Regions from separate parts of the Mus musculus genome. Here regions 1, 2 and 3 are each linked to region 4. A link is a contact called in public promoter capture Hi-C data. All regions are on one chromosome and are shown on one strand. The core of a region is the stretch at or near the end of the contact, and the rest is flanking DNA. Distances in the headings are between cores, read along the strand shown. Region 1 overlaps Wwc1 (WW, C2 and coiled-coil domain containing 1). Region 2 holds the start of Wwc1 (WW, C2 and coiled-coil domain containing 1). Region 3 overlaps Wwc1 (WW, C2 and coiled-coil domain containing 1). Region 4 holds the start of Spdl1 (spindle apparatus coiled-coil protein 1).

Region 1 (5,256 bases), core at 13-2,512, 1.1 Mb before region 4:
CTGTGTCTAAGAATCCGGGAGCCTGGTCCATACCCAGCCACAAGAGGGTTTTGTTTGTTTCATAGATTCATAGATAGATAGATAGATAGATAGATAGATAGATAGATAGATAGATAGATAGATAGATAGATAGACAGATAAATAAAAAAGAGGCTGGTGAAATGGCTCAGTGGTTAAGAGAACCGACTGCTCTTCCAGAGGGCCAAGTTCAATTCCCAGCACCCACATGGTGGCTCACAATTGTCGGAAGCTCTAGTTCCAGGGGACCTGACACCCTCACACAGACACGCAGGCAGAAACACCAGTGCACATAAAATAAAAGTAAATAATTAATTTTAAAAAAAGGAAGGAGAAAGGTTGATGACGACCAAAGGAGATCTCTCAAAGACAGGGAAGAAGGAAAAGCAAAGGCAAAGCATGGGGCTTGGGCCTGCAGTGTGACTCCTCGTCAGCGGGTGGGAAGTAAGACTCAGGCTACCACTTTGGCAGGGGCAGGACACGGCAGGGTCTTTCTTTCTACGTTTCACAAAGTCCCCTTGCCAAAGTTGTGTGAACAAGATAGGAAGAACCAGCTACTGTCAGAGGCTGTGCCCAGCTTCTGAGGCTGCTGGTCATTCGAGTCCCCAAAGGCCTGAAATAAAAGACAAATGCATAATTTAGAAATCCTAAAACATCTCGCACACACACACACACACACACACACACAACTTTTCTTTGCCTTTCCCCTCCACCCGAGAGAATTCTGTCTTTCACTGAGTGTAATGGTAAAGCCTTTGTTCTCCCCAGCCCCTTCTTACTCCAGTTCTAGCCCAAGTGTTCTCAGAGCTGCTCTCTGCAGCCACATTCCAGAGCTTAGGTTGCTAAGGGCCTGAGAAATCAGGTAAAGCTCTTTGCAGCCCGGCACACAGACTGCTCTGTCTATCCTTCTGGGAATGCAAAGCCATTCTTGCCCCGTTTGCAGAGGAGAACTCTACCCAGCCTTCAGACCTGTTGAAGCATAAAGCTCTCTCCCCTGTACCTAGCACCTCTGACAGTTTGGGCAGGGCCGATTCTCATTCCTGCCCACACCGTGGGGCAGGATGTTTCTGCGGGATATCACCTGCAGAGCTCTGTGGAGCAGTGCTCCTTACGTGAACTTTTTCCAGACTAAATCTGAGACGGATCTTTGCCAACCTGGCAGGCTTGCCCAGGCTCCAGGCCTCGAAAGGAATAGGCAAAGCTATTTTTAGTGCGAGACACAATTGGGGCTTTGTGTTCGCCCCACGGAAGCTGAAGAAACTGCAGGGGGCAGCTGTGTGGGGACCCCTCCCCGCTGCCCTCTCTCCCACTCCAAGCCATGAGGCCAGGGTGGAAACCTGCTCCCCGGTCTCACTTTCCTCCTTCCCAAGTAACTTCCCACTCAGGCTATTTTTAGCCTAGGACAGTTTGGCTCTAGCAGGAAGCCAGAGAGGAATGCCTGTTAGGATTTCTCGTCCTGTTATAATGGGTGCGCGGTGCTCCCTTGACTGTTAAACTTCCCCTTCTCCACCCTCCACCGAAGCCTCAGGCCAGCCTTTGATGGAAGAATGAAGCACTTTAAGTATCTGCTCTCTCAGAACCTTCTCCACAGCCTAGTCCTCTTCACCCCGACTCCTCAGCCTCTCTGCTTTCTTAAGTCACCGCTCAGTGGCAGGGTACTTGCCACCCATGCCTGTGGCCTTGGATTGGATCTCAGCACTTCAGAAAGAGGTGGGGGGGGGGAGGACACTCAGCTCTCTCCTTTACACAACCTTCACTTTCATCAAAACAATCCTACACATAGGGCCCGGATAACCAATAATCTCCAAGCTGAGGGTACTTAATCCCTCCTATGTGTACACTACTTCCTAGTTCTCCTTAGGATTTAAGTCCTTTATACCTTTTGACGTGGAGAACAGCTCTGAACACGGCCAGGCAGGTGTCATAATCTGGGCTGCTTTAGAACACCGAGCTGTGTGTGGTTGGGAGGTTCGTCCAGTGCTGCGGTGCAGACTGGTGTAACAGCTGGGGACCCGTGTGACAGCTGGGAGTCTTTTTATCCTTAACCTGTCATTGTCCTTCAATGTATCCTGTAATTTAGCACGTTAATTCCTGGCAGGGTTCTGGGGGTGGGGTGGGGTAGGGGTGAGGCGGTTCAGGTAAGAAAAAAAAAACAACAACCACCACCAAAAAAAACACTTGCCAGCCAATCCCCAGCATCCGTGCAGAGTTGAAGAGGCCAGAACCAACTCCACAAAGCTAAACACAGTGGCTCTCCACCAAGGGTGATTTTGGACCGTATATTTGGACAATTTATGGGGGAATTTTTTTGAGACTATGTAGCCTTGATTGACGTGGGACTCACAAAGATATGACTGCCTCTGCCTCCTAACAGTTGAGGTTTAAAGGTGTGGGCTATGTCATCTGGCAGGAAGTAGTCACAACGCAAGCCTGAGGTATTATTAAGATGCTGTGAATCAGTGCCTGGGACCCTGCTAGCCTGTGACATATAGGACAGGTGACACCATCTCCTCACCCCCAACTCTGTCAGTCCTCTGTTCACCTCTGTTCTCCAGTGTATCAGTTAATCCAAGGGTTCTACTTCATAAAGTCACGACAAAACAGAGTCTCTCAGCTCTTGGGCACGTGCTCTAGGCACCCCCTCCCCAGTCTCGGGGACTCAGGAGGGAATCAGGGAGATTGTTGGTAAGAGTTCATACTTAGAAGAGCCCAACTCTAAGAACCTTGTTGCCTCTGTATTCTGCAGCCACACACATTTGCAGTCTGATGAGAGCCTCCTGCATCTTCTCCACTGAGCAGGGCCTAGAGAGGGCTGGGTGGGATGGAGAGAGGAGACTGAAGAGCACCTGTGCTTTCTCCCTGTCCTCCCATGTCTGACCCCTCCTGTTTCCTGGCCTCTAGAATTGATGAGAGAATGTCAGACGCACAGGGTGGCTACAAACTGGATGAGGCCCAGGCTGTGCTGAGGGAAACCAAAGCCATCAAGAAAGCCATCACCTGCGGAGAAAAGGAGAAACAAGACCTCATTAAGGTGATGTGGGCCCGCCCCCGCCCCCTGGGATGCAGGCCCCTGGAGCCCTGGGTACAAGGACTTAACACTGGCTGCTTTCACATACCACACAAGCTACTGAGTTCGCAGTACCCGACGAATTTCCCTAGTTCAAACTCTTTTGAGCATTGACACGATACTCCCATGGAAAGTTCCCATCTTTGTGTAGCCGACACAAGACACAATATGGGTGCATCCAAAATATCAAGGTACTTTCTGGCTGTGTATATAAAAATACACATGAAACATCAATTTTGTGTTTAGACTTTGGTCCCATCCCTAAGATAATTTATTATGTAATGCCAATAGTCTGAAATGAAAAAGAAAGGATCCTAGGCATTTTGAACTGTCACCCTAACAGTCACTTTACAGGTGTGTCAGCTACAGGAGCAGTCGGTTAGAAGACATTGCAATGTGACACTCCACTGCAACTGTCCTGCATCACACAAGTTCTCCAAGGAATTGTTTGATCAGACTCAGTGTACTGATGAGAAGCTGGCAAGCGACCTGGGTGCTCTGAGCTACTTCTTGCTGTCCATGAACACTCTGTTCTTGGGTTACAATCCTATTGTTTACCAAAGTTATCCTTACCCTTTACCGGGTTTCTTGAGATTGCCACACACACACACACACACACACACACACACACACACACACCCGCCTTTTTATAAAGGAGAGAAGGGAGGCCCAGAAGCACCGAGTGACGTACTTGAGGGCATTCAGTCAGTACCAGTGGCAAAGCTTTGCCTGGCTGTACTACCAAAGCCAGCTCCTTACTATTAGCCCTTACCACCCATCTTGTTTTTGATGGACCAATCACAGAGCCATTTAACTTGAACATCATAATGTCCACTAGTCGGTCTCCTCTGTTCTCTGAGCTGGAACGGAACTACAGAGATAAGTCTATAACACAGTGATGGAGCTAAGTGCTTTGTGTGTGTGACTCAGATTATGGCCATTCTATATATAAGGACAATCTGACTCAGATAACAAGTGGCAGAGCCATCAGTCAGACCCTGAGACATGTGGTTCGCAAGCCCATTGCCTTACCCCTGAATGTAATCCCCACTCAGAAGCCACTTAAGCCTGAAGACACCTTCCCATCACTCCGCTGACACCACGAGTGCAAAGACTCAGAATAGCCATGGCTAGCTTTGTAAGGAAACGTCAACAGACAACAGGACTCGGCCCAAGAACAGGGCGCTCGTGGACAGCAAAGAGTAGTTCTGCTTGTGACTAGAGGTTGAGAGCACCCTGCTGTCATTTGCCGTCACTTCTCATTGGTACCGTAAGGATGATCCGATAATTCCTTCGAGAACTTGTTTGAGGCAGTACAATTGCCTGGAGCTAGAAAGACACTGTTAATTGACACACCCATAAAGTAATGATCTCAGTTAAGGTTACAGTTGCTATGATGAGAGACCATTACCAACAGCAGGTTGAGGAAGAAAGGGTTTGTTTTGTTACCCTTTCACTTCTAGTCCCCCAATTGGAAGAAGTTAGGGTCAGGAACTTAAACAAGGCAGGAACCTGGAGGCAGGAGCTAATGCAGGGGCCATGGAGGAGTGCTGCTTACTGGCTTGCTCCTCATGGCTTGCTCAGCCTGCTGTTTATTTGTTTGTTTATTATTCGTTCATTTATTCATTCACTTACTCACTTTACATCTGGATCGAAGCCCCTTCCCCCAGTCCAACCCTTTTCTCTACCTACCCAGGGGTGGCCCAACCCAAAATGGGCTGAGCCCTCCCCTATCAATCACCAGTTGAGAAAATGCCCTATCGGCTTGCCTTCCGGAGGCATATTCTCAATTGAGGTTCCCCTCTTCTCCAATTACTCTAGCTTTTGCCAGGTTGAGAACTGACTATTCTTCCAGAGGATACAGGTTCAATTCCCAGCACTCACATGGTGTCTTAGAACCAACTATGTCTCCAGTCCCAGGGGATCTGGTGTCCCTTCCTGGATCTCTGAGGGCACTGACAATGAGAGGCAACACTCACTGTCCCCCACCCTTTCCTACATTGCAGAGTCTCGCCATGCTGAAGGATGGCTTCCGGACAGACAGAGGGTCACACTCCGACCTATGGTCCAGCAGCAGCTCTCTGGAGAGTTCAAGCTTCCCGATGCCAAAGCAGTTCCTGGACGTGAGCTCGCAGACAGACATCTCTGGGAGTGTGAGTGGGCCAGGGTGG
Region 2 (5,776 bases), core at 44-2,543, 1.1 Mb before region 4:
GGGGAAGGAGGGCACTAGAAGTACTTATAATTGTGAAGGCTTTGCCCATCACAGGAAGTCTGGAGGGAGAACTCCCCAGCAGTTGGGTGGGTGGTGAGGACCTCCCTGAGATCTGAGATCCCTGGCTTCGAAGTATAATATTGATGGGATGGAGGAGGAGCTACACCCGTCCCCTATGTCCTCAGGGCATTTAGATTTGAGGAGCCCACCCTAAAACGCCTTGTGTATCAAACAGGGGATCCCCACACAGTACAGGGAGTTAACTGGTTACTCCCCACATTAAGGGATTGATTCAGACAAGGCGCTGGACTTCGTTCTTCCAGTCCAGTTTCCTGCCTCAGGCACAGTTACATTTGCACTGGGGGAAACACCAAACCTAAGAGGGAACTTTTTCCCCTTAATTCAATATTGCTAATGTCTCAAGACATTTACTTATTCTTGTTTCAGGGTTTGCCTTTTCTTTTCTCCTTTCTTTTCTCCTTCCTTCCTTCCTTCCTTCCTTCCTTCCTTCCTTCCTTCCTTCCTTCCTTCCTTCCTTCCTCCCTCTCTCTCTCTTTCTTTCTTTCTTTCTTTCTTTTCCTTCTCTCTCTTTCTCTCTCTCTCTCTCTCTCTCTCTCTCTCTCTCTCTCTCTCTCTCTCCCTCTCCCCCTCCCTTTCCTTCCTTCCTTATTTATTTATTTATTCCCCCCCCCCGTGTTTGCTAGTTTGACTCAGCCTGGAACTTTTGGATTTAAGTAATCCTTCTTCAGCCTCTTGAGTAGCCGAGAGACAGGTGCACTTCACTATGACTGGCAAAATATGTCCTTCCTTCTCCTCCCTTGCCACCCGCTGGAAGTCCTCTTAGGAAGCAGATCCATAGCATTCCTAATTTTAGGGACCCTAAGGAAAGCCAGCTACATTTGCAAATTACGGAGAGGAGGGTTGAAACAACACGGGGAGAACTGAATAGGAGGAAGACAGATGGTGTGAGTGCTGGGGGGGAAGGGACGAGAGATCCTGGAAAACTTATGTTCGCCGATTTGCAAGAATGTTTTCACTTAACCACTTCTTGCCTGACTCCTGGTTCTCAATCACAGAAAACAGGGTGTGTCAAGATTTGGGGCCACACGCGCCAAGAGCCCGGACACTCTGGCGTAGAGAGAGCCTAGCCTCCTGGGGCAGAACGGGGTGGTCGGCGATTGGGACTGTCCCACGAGGGGGCGCGTCTCGGGCTCTAGGACCCGCCCTCGCCGCGCTGGGCGCGGGGAGGAGACCCGGGAACCCTGGAGCCCGGCGCTCCGCCTCCCGTTTCCGGGGCAGCGCAGTTACCTGCACCGCCGGAGCCACACCTGGCGGAGGCAGAAGTCTCGGGGCGCGCGGCGGGGCTCCGGCAGAGGCTGCGGGCGGCGGCGGCGGCGGCGGCGGCGTGGAGCGCAGCGCGCAGCGGCAGGGGCAGGCAGGCGGCGGCTCGGGCCGCTCTCCTGGCTGGCTGGCCGCGGACTCGGGCCGGCTGGGCGCCGCGGCGGGCGCACATGGCAGCGTGAGAGGCGGGCGGCGTGGGGCTGGGGCCGCAGGGCCGCATGGACAGAGGCGCCACCCCGGCCGGCCCCCGTTAGGGCCCCCGATCCGTGGGCGCCACTCCCCGATCATGCTGCCTCGGCGGCCGCCTGGACCCAAAGCGGCCAGCCCGAGCCGCTGAGCCCCGTGGCGGCTGCGAGCTGCATGGGGGAGCGCGGGCCAGGCTCGGGAAGATGCCCCGGCCGGAGTTGCCCCTGCCGGAGGGCTGGGAGGAGGCGCGCGACTTCGACGGCAAGGTCTACTACATAGATCACAGGAACCGCACCACCAGCTGGATCGACCCGCGGGACAGGTAGGACCCGGAGTGCTCCGACCCGGACCCGGCACCGCGCCTGGGCCGCACCTGCCCTTAGTGTGCAGGGGGACTCTGCGTGTCTCTTAACAGGTCTTAGTTTGCCCCCTCTACATCCTCACCCCTCCTTGAGCTGTACAGGAGTACAAAGCTCTGAAGAGCTGCAGAGAGGGGCGGACGCCAAGCAGACTGCCGGCAGCCAGTCCCAGGTGGAGGACTTAGGCCCTTGTAGCACCTGCCCAGAGTTTTGACCTTAAGCTCTAGCAGGGTCCCCGGCTCATTTAGAAAGCGACGTCTGGCCAGGGTGAAGGCAAAGACCAAAACCAGATGAAGCGAATCTTCCCTGGGAACTCCCTTGGCTGAGGAGGGGTGATCTGGCATGGAGGGGTGGTAGGGAGCCCACGGGTCGCTGGGAAACTACTGGAGGAAGGACATTCTGGCGAAGAGAAAGCAGCTTTTTTGACAGGTGCTTCGTTGGCTGCCGAGAAAAGCTTTGGAGCAAGTCTGGGGAAGCCGGAGGTGGGAGGGGAGGGAGGGAGCGCGGGGGAGGGCAAAAGAGGGAGACTGGTTCTCCAGGAATCTCACAGCAAGTTGGAAGCTGTTAGGATGCAGATAGAGGTGAGAGGCCTCTGGCAAAGCCCTGCCTGCCCTAGCCTCCTCTCCTCCCTTCCTTCTGGGGCCAGAGGCTTCTCCACAATCCTGACCTTGGTGGGCACCTCGCTGGGTGTGCGTAGCATGAGCTTTTCCTGAGGCAGGTAGTCTTATCATCCCAGACTCCTTCCCACTTTCAGTTACTCACACCTGGCCCACATCTGCCCAGGAAGGAGGGGAGTCGTCCTTTGCCAAGAAGGAGTGTGGTCAAAGTATCCTAGGAATGTTAGATTTTCACTTGGTCTGTGACCTTGGGGGTTTGGTGCACGTAAAGCCACCCAGGATGAATTTTTTGAGCCTTTCATTTTATGGGGTTCAGATGAAGGGGATCTGAGACATCCAGAATGGGGTGTATAGCAAGATGAGGGTTAAAGAAAAACGTAGGAAGCAATGAGTTCACTTCCTCATGAGTTCGTTCGTTCATTCATTCATTCATTCATTCATCGTTTCTTGAGTTCCTACTCTGCTCAGCGCTAGTACTACAGAGTGTTAGACAGGCTGCTTTGATCTTTTGGCCTCAGTTTCCCCTTGTGTCTGATGAATGGTTTGCTTGGGAAGGAAGGAGTGATAGTGGAAACTCAGAAGCTAGACAGACAGGCCAGCCAGGGCTACACAGTGAGACCCAAAAGTTGGAAAGTTTTTAGAAAACGCAAGCCCAGTTCCTTCCCACATGCCTCACTCCACCTCTTCCCCCTCTCTTTCTCTGTGTGTGTTTAATAACGGTGTGTATGCCTGCTTGACAGTGTGTGTGCATATGGAGGTGGGTGGACAATTGTTACAGTCTAGTAGCTCCTTCCACTTCACAGCCTCCGTTTATCAAAGTCAGGGGTCAGGCTCAGGGGCAAACCGCTTAACCCACGAGCCATCTCACCAACTATCAACTCCAATTTCCCCTTGCTTGTTTGTTTGTGTATTGCTTCAAGATAAGATCTTACTGGGTATCCTTGGCTGGCCCAGAGATCTACCTGCCTCTGCCTCCAGATGGTTGGGATTAAAAGTGAGCACCACTTTACCCAGCTTATTTCCCCGTGTTTAAACGTAAGAGAAAAATCTGGAACCCAGAGATGTGATTTGCTCCTAGTGTTTGGCTATTTCCACTTACAAATTGTCCTTGTGCTCTGCCTTTTAACCTCTAATCTTGTCTAGTTCTCCCCAGGCCTCTCAGAGCGAGGTACTCCAGGGGGCTTTGTAACTGTGTTGGGAAGCTTGGCAACTTGTTACCCCTTAGAACAGACAACTTCAAGTTTATGTGTCCTCCAGCATAAGTCCCTGCAGCTGAGCCCAGGGTGCTGTGTGAGCCCAGGGTGCTGTGTGAGACAGGGTGCTGTGTGAGCCAAGGTGCTGTGTTTGTGGATGAGCACTGCTTTGCCAGCCTTGATGATGACCGAGCATCTGAGAGAATAATACAACATAGAAAACTTCTCAAAAAATGCCAGTCATGCGTTGCCCTTGGAAGAGGGCAAGTGGGTAGCTTCCCAAGAACTGATTTGACTAGAAGGTAATAATATGCCAGGTTGTAGAGGTGTGTGCCACATGTGTGGCTTTCTGGCTACCTGAACTGTTGCTTAATGCTTGCCTTTACACCAAGTCATTAAAAAATGTTTTTTTTTTTATCATTTTTACTCATGGGAAACTAGCAATCTCTAGTGCCATCAATAGAAAAGAATCTTTAAAAAGATACACCTCTACGTTGCCTACACTACTTACTATGAATCACCGTCTGCACCAGGCCAGGCCCAGCAACCTCTGCGTTCAGCAGACTGCCTTGGTGAGATGTCACAGCCATAGCAGTGCTTGCCGGAGCTGCGCACAGTCTTTACTTTTGCCTGCCTCTCCATCCCGCCTGCACTGAGTTTCTATGAAGCCCCGAGCTTGGGGTCAGGGCTGCAGATCACTCTTGTGGCCAGCCAGCCTTGAGAGTTTGGGGGCACAGCTTCTCCATCTTTAAAATCTCTTGTATGCCTGGTTAGAGGTTGTCCCTTTTAACCCTGCCAAGGTGGGCATGGGCTCGTAGCTTAACCTAGGTGAGGTTTGAGGGCTTCCCTTTCCGTGGGTGATGGTAGCAGTCTGCTGAGTGCTCTCCATGAGGCTCCCAGGGCTGTGATTTCAACCTTCCTGTCTCTCCGTACCCCAGCTTTTTCTGAGACAGAAGAGGAGTTATGATGGGGAGAGATGGGGAGCATAAGCTTGGGTCAATTTAACAAAGCTTAAAAGAGCTGCCGGGGTTACATGAGGGGTGAGGGAGGAGAGGTAAATTCCCCCAGAGTAGTTAGTTTCATCTCTGTAACGAGTTAATGGTGTAAAACAAACAAATGAAAAGAAACATATTTAAGAAAATTCCACTCCTTGAGTGTGTGTGTATCTGAGGCGCACATCACAGCCATGCCTGCCCATTCCCCTGAATTTCAAAGAAGTAAGTCAAATGGTCCTTCAGTTGGAAAAGGGATTTCTCAGCCACCAAGGACAAAATAGTGTCTCCGGTTACCAACCCTAAAGAATGTCTTGGCACATTCCGCCCTCTGGGACTAAGCTGTTTTGTGTGCTGTGCATGGAGCTGCTGGGGGTAGAGAATCCAGTTTTCAGCTCCCCCTTTCACCAGGGGGGTGGAAGAGCAGCCAAGCAGCCAGCTTTGCCAACTCTCTCCCCTTTTCACCCAGCGAAGACCAGGAGGCTGGAATTCCTGAGGACGGTTGTCCCAACAACGGGAGAGGGTCCAGTGGGCAGCTTGGACCCTGCCCACTGGGCCAAAGGCTGCAGTAGCACCCAGGCTTTATCCAAGTCAAGGCCAATCAGGGGAGGGATAGGTCCCTAGAGAACCAGGTACTGCCGGTCATACCTAATTCCCCCCCCTTGCCCCCTTAGAACTGGGTGCCTTCTGCATCTGAGCATAGGTGCTTCTGGGAACTTCCAGTAAAGGGCCAGCCTCCTGCTGTGTTCAGCTTTGTGGTATGTAAAAACAAATGCACCAATTGTTCACTGAGGAAGACTGGATCATGGAGACTGGCTCTACAGGGAAGATTCCTGAAGCCCGCTCCCTGGCTTTGTGTTGAGATATTGCAGGACTCCCTGGGAACTCAGAACATTTGGGGTCGGGGAGGGGGTCCAGTAACAAGTCTAGTAGCTCAGGGCTCAGCTGTCTCCCGTACCATCATCAAACAGCCAATGTTTATCAACCTATTCAGAAATAATTTTTGTTGTAGGAGCTTAAGTCTATAGTAGTTGAAGGCCTTCCTCTAAGCCCTCTTAGTCCAGTGGAAGAGCATGAGTGTTCCCCAC
Region 3 (6,130 bases), core at 3,172-5,671, 1.0 Mb before region 4:
AAACACACCGACAAGTACTTGTGTCTGGTCATGGCCACAAAGCTGATGGGGAGTGCTGTCTAGCTCACCACACTCAACAGAGCAGCCAGCAGCCATGGCGTGTAATTGTTTAGAAAGAAAATGTTGGGCATGGTGACACTGGGGATGCAGAGGCAGAAGGATCTCTGAATTCAAGGCCAGCTTGGTCTACATAGGCTAGCCAGGGGTACATGGTGAGCCCCTGTTTTAAAGGACAGAAAGAAACAAAGAAGGGAGGGACGGAATGGTTCTCTAACGGGGGTTCTCCACGCCCTTTCGTTTCAGATATGATGAGAAGAATAAGCAATTTGCAATATTAATCATTCAGCTGAGTCACCTCTCTGCTCTGTCACTACAACAAGACCAGAAAGTGTGAGTGCTGAGGCCTGCGTTCCTGTGTCACCCTGTCCCCTGCTGTGCTTCTCCCTGGGAGAGCCCTTGAGCTCCATCTTCCTCCAAGCTCCAACTCCACACACCACCGTGGGGTTTTCCTGCATGCTGGCTCTGCCTGGGCACACACAGGCACAATGGCAAGCTTACCTGCTTGGAGGGCAGCACCGTAGATAGCTTCCCCACTTCCTGGTACAGCCTGGGTGCCCACCACACACTGCTCTAGGAATGTTGGGTGCGCTGGTCCTTTGTGAAAACCTCCTGGACTGTGACCTCATGAGAACAGCCAGGTCCCTGTTGTCCTTTCTAGGCAGAAACAACTCTCTGGTTGTCTAGCCAACTCTGGAAGAATGTGCCTGGGTATTACCTGGAGACCACTAGGTTGGCAAGTGCCTACCCTGTCTGCACGCATCCCTGATGTAGACTGGGCTTGTGCTATACTGTGTCCATCTACCCTTAAATCTACCATAAGGCCTGGACAGCTACATCAGTTGGGAGGATGTGGGAAGAGCAGAGAAGGCTGACAAAGCCCAAGGAAGACCAGACTGAAGCTTGCGTTATCTCTAATGTCTGTCCCCTTAAACAATGCTAGGACCTCCGGGTAGTGGTAGCACGGGCCTTTAATCCCAGCACTAGGGAGGCAGAGGCAGGTGGATTTCTGAGTTTAAGGCCAGCCTGGTCTACAGAGTTAGTTCCGGGACAGCCAGGGCTATACAGAGAAACCCTGTCTCAAAAAAGAAAATGCTAGGACCAGAAATGTCCAGGTTCTCTTAAGTCCTTGTGCAGGGCCATCTGTGTCTAGAAGCACAAGGTCTGGGTACAAAAATAAACACATTTGTAGTTTTGTTAGAATTGTGGGTAAAGTGTTTGCTACAAAAGTATGAGGGCCAGAGTTTCATCCCTGGTACCCCTAAAAAGAAGCAGGGCATGGTAGTGCAGAGTTGTAACCCAAGCACTGGGAGTGCTAGGTAGGCAGATCGCTGGGACTTACTAGCCAGCTAGACTAGCCCATTTGGGAAGTTCCAAGCCAATGCGAGATCCATCTTAAAAGAAAAACAATAAACAAACAACAACAATCCGGATAGACAACCTGTGAAGACTGACATACAAGGTTGACCTTCGACCTCGACATGCATGTATATACACACATAACAGAATTGTCAAGTTTCTGCCTGCGGGGGGTTAGTGCATTTGCCTTCAGTGCATGGGTGCCCCTGTTTTTCACCATTGCTCAGTGCTAGTGAACTGCTGCCTATCCATTGTTTACAGCGACCTCGCCTCAACCTCCACAAGCTTTGAATCCAGAGACGCAGCCAGGCATACTGGCACATGCCTTTAATTTCAACTCTTGGGAGGCAGAGGCAAGCAGATCTCTGTGAGTTCTAGTCCAGCCTAGTGTACATAGTAAGTTCCAGGACAGCCAGGGCTACATCGTGAGACCAGACCCTATATAGGAAAAAAAGAAACAAAATAACAACAAAAAATTCAGAGAGCCATGGCAGGAAGAGCAGTTGGTACCCTAGAGCCCTTGCTGCATCCCCCACATAAGACGTTCTGCACTCTCTCCTTCCCAGCTGCCTCCCTGGGGATCTCTGTAATAGGTCAGCCCTTGACAGCTGATGCGGCTCTCTGGCCATTCTGTCTCCTCCAGGAACATCCGTGTAGCCATCCTGCCTTGCTCTGAAAGCAGCACCTGCTTGTTCAGAACCCGGCCTCTGGACTCGGCAAATACCCTCGTGTTCAATGAGGCATTCTGGGTGTCCATCTCCTACCCAGCCCTTCACCAAAAGACCTTACGAGTCGATGTCTGCACCACTGACAGGAGCCATACAGAGGAGTGTCTGGTGAGGGCTGAGTCTGTCTCTGTCTGTCTGTCCACCTGGTCTTCAGTCCTTAGAGCCTGAGGGTGATACAGGTAGGGGTTTGCAACCAGCTCGCCTCAGCCTCCACAAGCTTTGAGTCTCTACGAATCTGGAGACATGTACTGGCACATGCCTTTAATTTCAACTCTCGGGAGGCAGAGGCAAGTAGATCTCTGTGAGTTCGAGTCCAGCCTAGTATACTTCGCAGAAAGGAGTGATCTCGGACTTATGCATCCAAGCCCCTCCTGTGAGAGGAGTAGTAGACCTGAAAGGACCTGAAAGCACATGCCATCTGCCTCAACTTCTTTAGAGATCGAGAAGACTCACAGGGTAGTAAGGACAGCATGAGTTCAAATCTCACCTTTACCATTCGGGGTCTAGCTGAGTGGCCATGGACAGGTTCCTTAACATCTCTGTTTTCCGATTTCTTTGTCTACAATTCCTTCCTGGTGCACACTGCTGAGTGTCGTGAGCCTTAAGAGTGTGTATACAAAGCATCCACCGCAAATGCCTGGGACAGATTCTCAGTAGTCGGGATCTCTTCTGTGCCTCTGGCTTCCTCTTCTTTTGCACTGGCCAGAGCCAGGATCAAGGAAGTCAGTAGCCCTGTGAGAGCTTTGCACTTCAATACAGGCAGTGCAACACTGTTCAACTTTGAGTAACCCCTCCCCGGGGGCTTCTGGGATATAAAATCTTTGTTCCGAGCTGAACAAAATGAAAGGCTTTCTTAACTCTGATGCCATTTCAGAACGTTTAAATGGCAGCTCCAGTGTCTTTAAAGCAATTCGGGCTTTAGAGTTAAAAAAGCTCTGCTCACCCTGGTCTCTCCTGAGAGCCTGTTAGGCGCCAGTGCCTTTTCTGGGCACTGGCAATCTGTTGAGAGGGCCCCTTAGACAGGAGCCAGCATTGTCAGATAACGTGCAAACTGTGATACGGGCTGTATTAGAAATGGCTGGGTTCAAGCAACAGAAGAAAATGTGCGGCTCATGTAGAGCATAGGCTGGGGATTTGTCAATGGCACTGAGCCTTCTTCCTGCATCCATGTCTGGAAGCTGAGAGTGTAACCAGGCCAGTTGCTGCCTCCCTGCAGGCTGGTCTTTCTCCTGGTGGCAGCCATGAGTCTGTGCTCATAGTCGGGGACTCCTGACTGTCCAGCCTCACCTCCATCTGCTTGTGATGGGGAATCCTTACTGCTGTGGAATTCTGAGCCTGCATCCTCAGATTTTTAGGGGCAAATCACCAGGCTAGCCCTACCAAGCCCTGCCACCTGAGAGTCTTCAATGCCTGGTGTCAGTTCCCAGATCTGGAATGCAGCTCTGGTTGTTCACCGTTCCATCTGAGCTTCTGTCTGATGAAGCATTAATGCACTGCTGCTCAGACTCAGTGCACAAGGGACAGCTGTGAGTCACCTGGTCAGAGTGCAAATGGAGATGCAGTAAATTTGAGAATCAGCATTTCTGACAAGTTCCCAGGGGGGTGGGATGCTACAGTCCCAGGTCGCATTTTGCATCACCAACAGACACGAGCGTCAGTCACTTTCCTGCTCAGCCCATGGCAGAAACCCTGCCTCTTCTGATGATGTTACCACGGACACAAAGGCAACAGTAAATGTGAGTTGGGTGACATTTTCTGACAGACACTAAATTAGGTCCCCGACAAGCACTCTCTCCGTTGTTTTCACTCATCTTAAAACAAGGTACCTTGTGCCAGTGGGAAACTGAGTCACAGAGAGGAAAGCTCCTGCTTTGGGTCACACTGTAACCCAGGAGCAGAGCTGCATTTGGACCCCTTGTCTGCAGGGCATACATTCGAGCCCTCCAGTGTCCTTTCTTTGCTAACTCGATGCTCCTTGGAGGCTACAAATGGTGACAAAGGGGTTTTTAGGGAACCCGGTGGACACTGAAAGAAAGCGCTTTCAGACCCAGACTCCTCTAGTGAAGCTTTCCTCAGCCCTGGGAATTCCAGAGTGAGAAGAGACTAAATCCTGTTTTTCTTCTCCTAAGTGGGTGCTTTTTATTCTTCCTTCCTAATTGAGATCTGGCCATTGCTGGTTGCCATAGCAACAGCCAAAGCGCTCATCTTACAGTGGCTTGTTGCTGTCCATGACCAATGGGAAACCTCCTCGCCTGCCTCTGTTGAGAATGTGAAGCACAGGTCTGGGTGGCTGGAAGAGAGGCAGTGAGGCATGAGGGGGAAAGAGCTCTTCTGCTCCCACTCACTCGGAGTCTCCCTGCCTTGCTGGGGCTGCGGAATCCCCAGTGTGTTTTAAGCTATTTAATCAGCCATACCATTAACAAGCAGTATCTGTGTGTTACCGTTGGGCCAAGAGCCCCTTCTTTAACCCTCGGTGCAGCCCCTGGAAGAAGTCTCCGACGATCTTCCTTTTAGAGAGTGAGCGAGGCCCCAGAAGACTAAGTTACCTGCCCAGTTCATCCAGTGAACTGACCAACGTGGATTTCAACTCGTTCACTTTCCTCTCGCGTTCCTGTTGAACTGCGTTACGTTTCAGGGCGACCAAAGGCTGTCACCTCCCCCGACCTCAGGGTTTAGGAGAACACTTGGTCTGTGTCCCTAAGATTGTCAGCAGCAGTTCTACCACATGTGTTAGTGGGGTGTCACACTACTCCCTCTTAGCCACTAAGGCCAGTGCCCCACAGCTCAAGCCCTGCTGGACAGACCCCACCATGGACTTTTACAATAGCTCCCTTGTTCTCTCTTGCTTGGTGTCAAAGCTCCAGCCCTGCCAATGTGAACCCCACCTCCACCTGTGCAACTGGACAGGAAATACACCTAAGCAGTGCTGTATGGCACCCTTTGAGAGAGACCACTCTTCACTGGTATCCCACAAACCGTGGTCACCCCTTCACTCTCACGCTCTGTCTCCTGGGACCGTGTGCTCACGCACCAGCATTGGTAGGCTATTCAATCAATCCTGTAGGTTGAATCCATGACTGGGTAAATGCCCTCAAAATGCTGCTAGTTTGAGGAGTGCTATTCACACCTGTGAGCCGGCACCAGCAGGCAGTGCATCTTGTCATTAATAATAATCGGATGGAAGTGTCATGCTTCCAAACTGTCCTCATGATCCCTCCCCAGCTTGTACCTCAAATGTGGCCTGTCATGTTCTGAACTGCAGCATCCAGTATGTTTGTGTGTCCCCAGGGGACTGTCATTCCCTTGGTGGTGAGAGGATGGGAATCGTGTTCTAGATGTCTCTCCTGCTGCAGGGAATGCTTGTTGAATGAATAAAGAAGTAATATACATATTCTTGTATATACTTAGTTTATTCTGGTGCCTGGAGCATCCCAGCCATTTGATTCCTGAATTGGCAGTATCCCACCCCCAGCCCTGCGTAGAGCAGCCATTGGTGAGGAAGCTGGTGTCAAAATAGTAAAGTGCCAGTCCCTGCTGCCTTCCTCTCCCCGCCCCACACTCTTCTCCCAGAAACTGCTTTAGTCATCCAGACTCAGCAGTCTGCACTCTTATCTCTCCTCCTGTTTCAGGTTGAATATCCCTGTCAGAAATACTTGACCAGAATTGGTTCAGATTTCGGGGGCCGGGGAGAGTTGTTGATTTGTTTGGGGTTTCTTAGTTTTGGTCTTATTTTGTCTTGCTGCCTTAGATATTTGCCTATATAGTGAGATATGTTGGAGCTGGAATTCAAGTCTAAATAGGAAATACATTTGTTTCAGATGTACCTTGTATCCCTAGCCTGAAGGTTAGAAGATAGAATATTTTAAGTAGCTTTGTGCATAAGAAAAAGATGTGGCTTGGCTTTTTTTACATTTGGCATCCTGATAACGCTCAAACAGTCTTGGGGTTGGGGAGCAGTTTAGATTCAGATTGGCATCAGAGATGCC
Region 4 (5,678 bases), core at 1,566-4,065:
TGGCTGTACTCTATCCAGGGCATCCCTAACAGTGCCTTTTAACTTCATGGAAAAAGATAAAAACCACAACAAATTTACTTTAAAGATTGTAAGTGACTTTTATTTATGATTCTAAGTTACAACAGTCCTCAGGATCTGAAGAGGTTTTAACAATTCCTTTCAACAAGATCAGGAAGTATTTGTGAATAGGAAACAAGTGAGACAGAGAGACCTCTTCAGGTCCCAGCTCAGCATCCACTTGATTTGAATCATCTGGCCACTGAAGATGGTCTTGAAGCTCAATTATTTGTGTGCCACTTAGTGCAAATGATTCCAGGTTACTTTCATGCAGTGGGCCAGTGTAGAAAGACGCGCCCAAATCAATGTTCTCCTATAAACTGCCTTTAACGATTAGAGAGAGAGGCCTTTAAGACTTTGTGAACATGGTCCTCTCCCTCGAGTCCATTTTTCCTTACTTCTGCCATCTTTCAAGACTCTGCTTAGTGCCAGTGCATTTGTAACTTTTTAAATGAATATCCAGACAAAATATACTTTTCCTTTTATGTAGGGTCATATGAATTTAAAAAAAAAAAGATTTATTTATTTTTATAAATAAGTACACTGTTGCTGTCTTCAAATGCACCAGAAGAGGGCATCAGACTTCATTATGGGTGGTTGTGAGCCACCATGTGGTTTCTGGGATTTGAACTCAGGTCCTTTTGGAAGAGCAGTCCAAAGCTTACCCACTGAGCCATCTCGCCAGCCCATGAATTTTTAATATATATGTGAGTATATTTGTGTGTGTGATAATTTCTACAGCCATGATTTTAAATATATATTTGTTGGGGTTCAGGAGTCGCCCACAAACCACACAAACACCAAGCTCAGTCAGACAGGGATGGTTTACTGAACACACACCCTAAGCTTGATCGATCAGGGCCATAGTTCAGAATCTGGCGGCCGAGGCTACAACTCCGAACATTTCTCAGGGTGTGCTTATAAAGGAAAATGCCACAATGAGCTCGTGTGCAGGTGCTGGAAGTGCTGTTCAGTGGTCAGCTCTGACTCAAGCTATTTTGGACATAACAGTTCATACTGATTTAATCTGATGGGTCCTATAGCTTTGTGGAATTTCTTAAGATTAACAATTGTCATACAGAACATAACAAGATATGTTATCAACATGACCTTGCTCTGAGTCAAGTTATTTTTCTGTGCCAATGAGTGGCAGGCATATCACAGCAACAGTATGAAAGAGCTGGCAGGCATGGAACAAAATGGCTACAGCTATGTTGGGGGGCACAGGCCTCAAGAATATTAAATATATGTAAATAATATACTGTGTTGTGAGCAACTCCCTGATAGTACGTTTAATCACACATCCTTCCAAGGTCTATGTCACTGCACCTGAGAGATAGTATGTGATTTAATATGTTCTCTCTGAATCAAAGAACAAAACAAGGAATTCATAAAGATTTTAGTTACAGGTATTAACTAGTCATGACTGGCCAACGATAGAGGTTATCTTCCTGACTCCTGAGTTGAAGAATCTGAGAATGATAGAAGAAATGGAATTTGCTTCATTTAATGAAGAACTCAGTGGTGATTATATCTGCTTGATGGATCATTGTTGTTTATCTTAAAACAGTTCAGTCCTTTAAAGTCTGGTCTAGCTCCATCAGAAATAACGGTCTACAAATGAAAATGAAGTGAGAAAGTCAAAGGGTGTGGAGCATCAAGATATTAAAACTCAATGGAGGCAATGCAGGAAAGGGGAAAAATAAACACTGACTACTGGACACTGAAGGTAAAAAATCACTGGGGTACAGTGCAGGATTGGCCTCATGATAAAACAAACAAAAACAAAAAGAAACGCTGGTGATCTTGTCAAGAGACAATTTACTGTACAATATAACAAACTAATCCCAGCACTCCCGAGGCAGAGGCTGGAGGATCTCTGTGAGTTCATCGCTTGTCCGGTCTGCAGGGAGAGTTCCAAGACAGTCAGGGCTACATAGAGACCCTGTCTCAAAAAGCTAAATAATAACGATGATGATGAAACTGAATAGTGAAAACCTTCTCAGACGTTTTGTTATATAAAGAAAAACAAAACGGGAATGTTACTGACTGGAGTTTCCGATTCACTTTTGGAATGTGTCACTTCGGCACCTTCATCTACAGAGGGCAAAGATTCAACACAGTAAACCACGATAAAAGACATAGAGCCAAGCCCATAGATAAAAAAGATATGATGCCAGGTGCCAGTTACTAGAGCTCTCCAGATTTCCCATTGCTTAAAAGTGTAAAGAATAAGCAAGTTTACAAGGAATTTCTATTTAGACACGCATGCCCTCGAGCTGTACTGCAAAACCAGCTGGGTTCGTCTCAATAGCAGTCCTATTGCGGTGATTTTGAATTACTTAGGTTTTCTTTGGAGGAGACTTTAATTTCCTCTGCGCAAAGTGCAAGGGCTGGCAGGGTGGTTCGCAGTCCTAACTGGGGCGAGCCCAGTGGAAGGTGGCACTGTGCTGGCCCTGGTGAGACTCAACGCCTTAGCTCCTAAAGGCGACTGCAGGCGGGCCAGCGAGGGGCTGACAATACCTTCCGACCCGGCGACACTGGCGTTGGTAAAGACGACAACAAATAAATAAACCAGAGAAACACACTTCACTAAAAGCAGACACTTCTAAGAAAACGAAGCAGCAGGAACGCCCAAAAGCCCAAGTCGCGGAGCATGCACATGCGCAGTCTCTGCAAGGCGCCCCACTCGTTTGCCCCGGAGGCGCGGATTGGACAAGACATCTCGTGAGAAACGTGAGTTCTCGCGGGAACCGTATTCAAAAATCCCCGGCGCTTACTTAGCAGTGCTGCTGCCGAGTGAAGAGGGAGTTATTTCTGTGCTGAGGTGGAGTTAGTGTCACGAATCTGGGAGTCCAGTGCTCTCCGGACAGGCCTCCGGTTGCAGCAGCCAGGAAGCGTGAGGAGAGAGGTAAGGGCGAGCGTCGGGAAGGGTGAACCGGGAGGAGGTGGGAGGAACGCCTGTTCTCAGGAACCTGAGTTCTCTGGAGCCGCCTTCCGGGTCGGTGTAGTCTTCGGTCGGACCGCTTCGCTGCGGGTTTGACTGCAGAAGGATAAATACGGTGCTGGGTGGTCTGGGACCTCCGAGTCTTGAATTCTCCAGTACCCTTAGCCAGTGGTGCAGTCTGAATTAACTTACAATTATGTAGCAGACACACAGGACGGAGTCTCATTGTAACATCTCATTCGCTTATGTTTTACTTATTTACTTTTTTTGTTGTTTTTCTTTTATTCACATTATATCCCAATCGCAGCCCCCTCCCCACTTTCCTCCCAGTCCCGCCCCCCAATCCCTATCCCCACTACTACCCCTCCCTCTTTTCTCAGAGAAGGGGAGTCGTGTCCCCCCCCCCCCCCAGTACCACCTCATCCTGGGACATCAAATCCCAGCGGAGTTAAATAAGCATGTTCCAACCAGGCGGTCCAGGTAGGGTAAGGGGTACAATGGCAGGCAGCAGAGTCAGAGACAGCCCTGCTTCAATTGTTAGGGGACCTGCAGGAAGACCAAGCTGCATATCTGCTACACATACGTAGGGGGCCTAGGTCCAGCCCCTGCATCCTCCTTAGTTGGTGGTTCAGCCTCAGTGAGCCCCCATGGGTCCAGGTTGATTGACTTGCATGTCTTCCTGTGGTGGCCTTGACCCCTTCAGCTTGCTCAATTCTATCCCCTACTCTTCCTCACGAGACTCCCAGAGCCCTGCCTGATGCCTGATGGGCCTTTGCTTCTGCTTCCATCTGCTGCTGGGTTAAGCCTCTCAAGACACAGTTATGTTAGGGCTGCAAACATAGCACGGGGTCGTTAATAGTGTCAGGGGTTGGCTCTCTCTCATGGGATGGGTTTCAAGTTGTGCCATTCAGTGGTTCTGCTCCATCTTTATCCCTGAGCCTCCTATAGGCAGGAGAACTTTGGGCTTGAAAGTTTTGCTTGGGTTTGTTTATTTATCTATTCAATGATTACAGATTGCAGTGGTAACATTTTGGATGTTTGGGTTAAATGTTTTCACTTGTACTTATTTGTGAAAATGTAACTACCCCCACCCCCCAAAAAAAAGTTTAAAATCCGTTTGGCTGGCATGGTATTTCTGTTGATGCCTAGTAAGAATTCATGTGTTCTTAATCTAGTTAGATGCCTTTTACTCTTTTTGTTTTTGTTTTTGTTTTGTTTTGTTTGTTTTTCGAGACAAGGTTTTTCTGAATAGCCCTGGCTGTCCTGGAACTCACTTTGTAGACCAGGCTGGCCTCGAACTCAGATATCTGCCTGCCTCTGCCTCCCGAGTGCTGGGATTAAAGGTGTGTGCCACCACCTCCCGGCTTTTTTGTTTTTGTTTGTTTGTTTGTTTCCTTTTACTCTTTTTATCTTATAGAATCTCTAAGATAGATGAAGCAAGATGCTCACAAAACTTTTTCACATTGATGTAGCCAGTTGGATGTGGAAGTGAGCTTTGAGCTCAGATAGCTAGCTCATCCACAGAACTTGCTGACACTTAAATGCCTTATACGGGTTGGGTTTTTGAGAAGTTGTGGTGAAAAGTGATTAGCACACTAGGCTTTGGAGCTCCACTTTGATTTTTATGTCATTTAGCCACATCTGTGTATCGCCTACTATTTTCTCTCAAACCTATCCTATTTTGTTTTGTTTTGTTTTGATTTTCTGAGACAGGGTTTCTCTGTGTAGTCCTGTCTGTCCTGGAACTCACTCTGTAGACCAGGCTGGCCTTGAACTCAGAAATCCACCTGCCTCTGCCTCCCAAGTGCTGGGATTAAAGGCGTGCACCACCACTGCCTGGCTCTCAAACCTATCCTAACCAGGCTTTTGCCTCACTTCTCCACCTTGGGCCAGTGACCTGCAGTTTCCAGTTTCTCATCTAATTTGCCTTAGTATCATTTGCCGTGATGGTTTCTTTCCACCTCCTGGAGGAATTTTGTCTTTTTGGCTCCCAGAAACATTACATGCTTTCCACTTACTTCCTGAGTAGTACCTGAGGATACTTCCGGTCTTTCCTTCATAGCAGCCTTCTGTTCTGAGACTTGTCAGCAGTTTTGCTCATCTTCTAGTGATAAGGAATCTTAAGGACTTAATGTTGGCACTCTCCAAATTTGTATTTTTAGTACAGCATATTCAAGTCATACTGAAAATATGAATTCTTGCTTTCTTCCCTGTAACATTTTTTTACCTCAGTGTCTCAGCCGAGGGTAGCTCCATTCTAGTAATTGCTTAGGCAGAAGGCTATATTCATTTTTCTTTTTACCTCCCAGAATCCACCTATCAGAAAATTGTATTGACTTGACCTTCACAAGTTTTGTAGAGTTCCGCCATTTCTCACTACCTACTGTGCTGTCACTGATAAGAGGAATTGTCCTGCAATTCAGAAATCAAATTCTAATACCCTTTTGGTTTTCTATGGCAGTACTGCTGACCATATATGTTTCTTCTCTTGCTCTGATGTCACTACATTTAGTCCCACGTTCAGCTCACGTAGTTATATTTTATCTTTCCAGTAGGTTGAGAACAGACATCATGGAGGCAGATATCACAAATCTTCGGAACAAACTCAAAGAGTGTGAAGACGAGCGACTGAAAGCTGCACACTATGGCCTACAGCTCTTGGAGAGGCAGACGG

What was found. Promoter capture Hi-C pulls out the DNA fragments that hold promoters and counts their contacts.
Region 1: a contact with region 4 is called in a promoter capture Hi-C map of hippocampal neurons, with 6 times the contacts expected there. The contact joins the enhancer-like site here to the promoter of Spdl1 in region 4. A contact is called at or near these places in 9 of 39 promoter capture datasets (the 3T3-L1 cell line, 3T3-L1-derived adipocytes, HPC-7-derived erythroid cells and 4 more).
Region 2: a promoter capture Hi-C map of second pharyngeal arch cranial neural crest shows a contact between it and region 4, with 8 times the contacts expected there. The contact joins the promoter of Wwc1 here to the promoter of Spdl1 in region 4. A contact is called at or near these places in 20 of 39 promoter capture datasets (the 3T3-L1 cell line, 3T3-L1-derived adipocytes, the C10 cell line and 13 more), 23 of 484 Hi-C or Micro-C datasets (the 3T3-L1 cell line, 3T3-L1-derived adipocytes, the HPC-7 cell line and 17 more) and 3 of 115 datasets of contacts at active chromatin or transcription factors (astrocytes, pancreatic cancer cells and stem cell-derived neural progenitor cells).
Region 3: a promoter capture Hi-C map of the 3T3-L1 cell line shows a contact between it and region 4, with 15 times the contacts expected there. The contact joins the enhancer-like site here to the promoter of Spdl1 in region 4. A contact is called at or near these places in 13 of 39 promoter capture datasets (the 3T3-L1 cell line, 3T3-L1-derived adipocytes, the C10 cell line and 8 more), 3 of 15 datasets of contacts at CTCF or cohesin (the NIH/3T3 cell line, large pre-B cells and pro-B cells), 11 of 484 Hi-C or Micro-C datasets (B cells, the C2C12 cell line, CD4 T cells and 5 more) and 2 of 115 datasets of contacts at active chromatin or transcription factors (embryonic stem cells and large pre-B cells).

What each region holds. Positions count from the first base shown.
Region 1 is chr11:35,889,242-35,894,497 of GRCm38.p6, reverse strand. Wwc1 (WW, C2 and coiled-coil domain containing 1) reads left to right here. Exons shown (of 23, transcript NM_170779.2): 6 at 2,920-3,049; 7 at 5,092-5,238. Among named protein-coding and RNA genes, the nearest start is that of Rars, 57 kb to the right of the region's middle. Within about 2 kb of position 1,262, at least 64 of the 459 cell types and tissues checked have an H3K27ac peak or open chromatin away from gene starts, as enhancers often do. A contact at or near this core is called in 3T3-L1-derived adipocytes and hippocampal neurons, where this site is marked.
Region 2 is chr11:35,976,044-35,981,819 of GRCm38.p6, reverse strand. Wwc1 (WW, C2 and coiled-coil domain containing 1) reads left to right here and starts at 1,293. Exons shown (of 23, transcript NM_170779.2): 1 at 1,293-1,849. The coding sequence starts at 1,731.
Region 3 is chr11:35,863,357-35,869,486 of GRCm38.p6, reverse strand. Wwc1 (WW, C2 and coiled-coil domain containing 1) reads left to right here. Exons shown (of 23, transcript NM_170779.2): 14 at 304-390; 15 at 2,060-2,252. Among named protein-coding and RNA genes, the nearest start is that of Rars, 32 kb to the right of the region's middle. Within about 2 kb of position 4,421, at least 107 of the 459 cell types and tissues checked have an H3K27ac peak or open chromatin away from gene starts, as enhancers often do. A contact at or near this core is called in the N1E-115 cell line and cortical neurons, where this site is marked.
Region 4 is chr11:34,830,778-34,836,455 of GRCm38.p6, reverse strand. Spdl1 (spindle apparatus coiled-coil protein 1) reads left to right here and starts at 2,815. Exons shown (of 12, transcript NM_027411.2): 1 at 2,815-2,968; 2 at 5,557-5,678. The coding sequence starts at 5,576.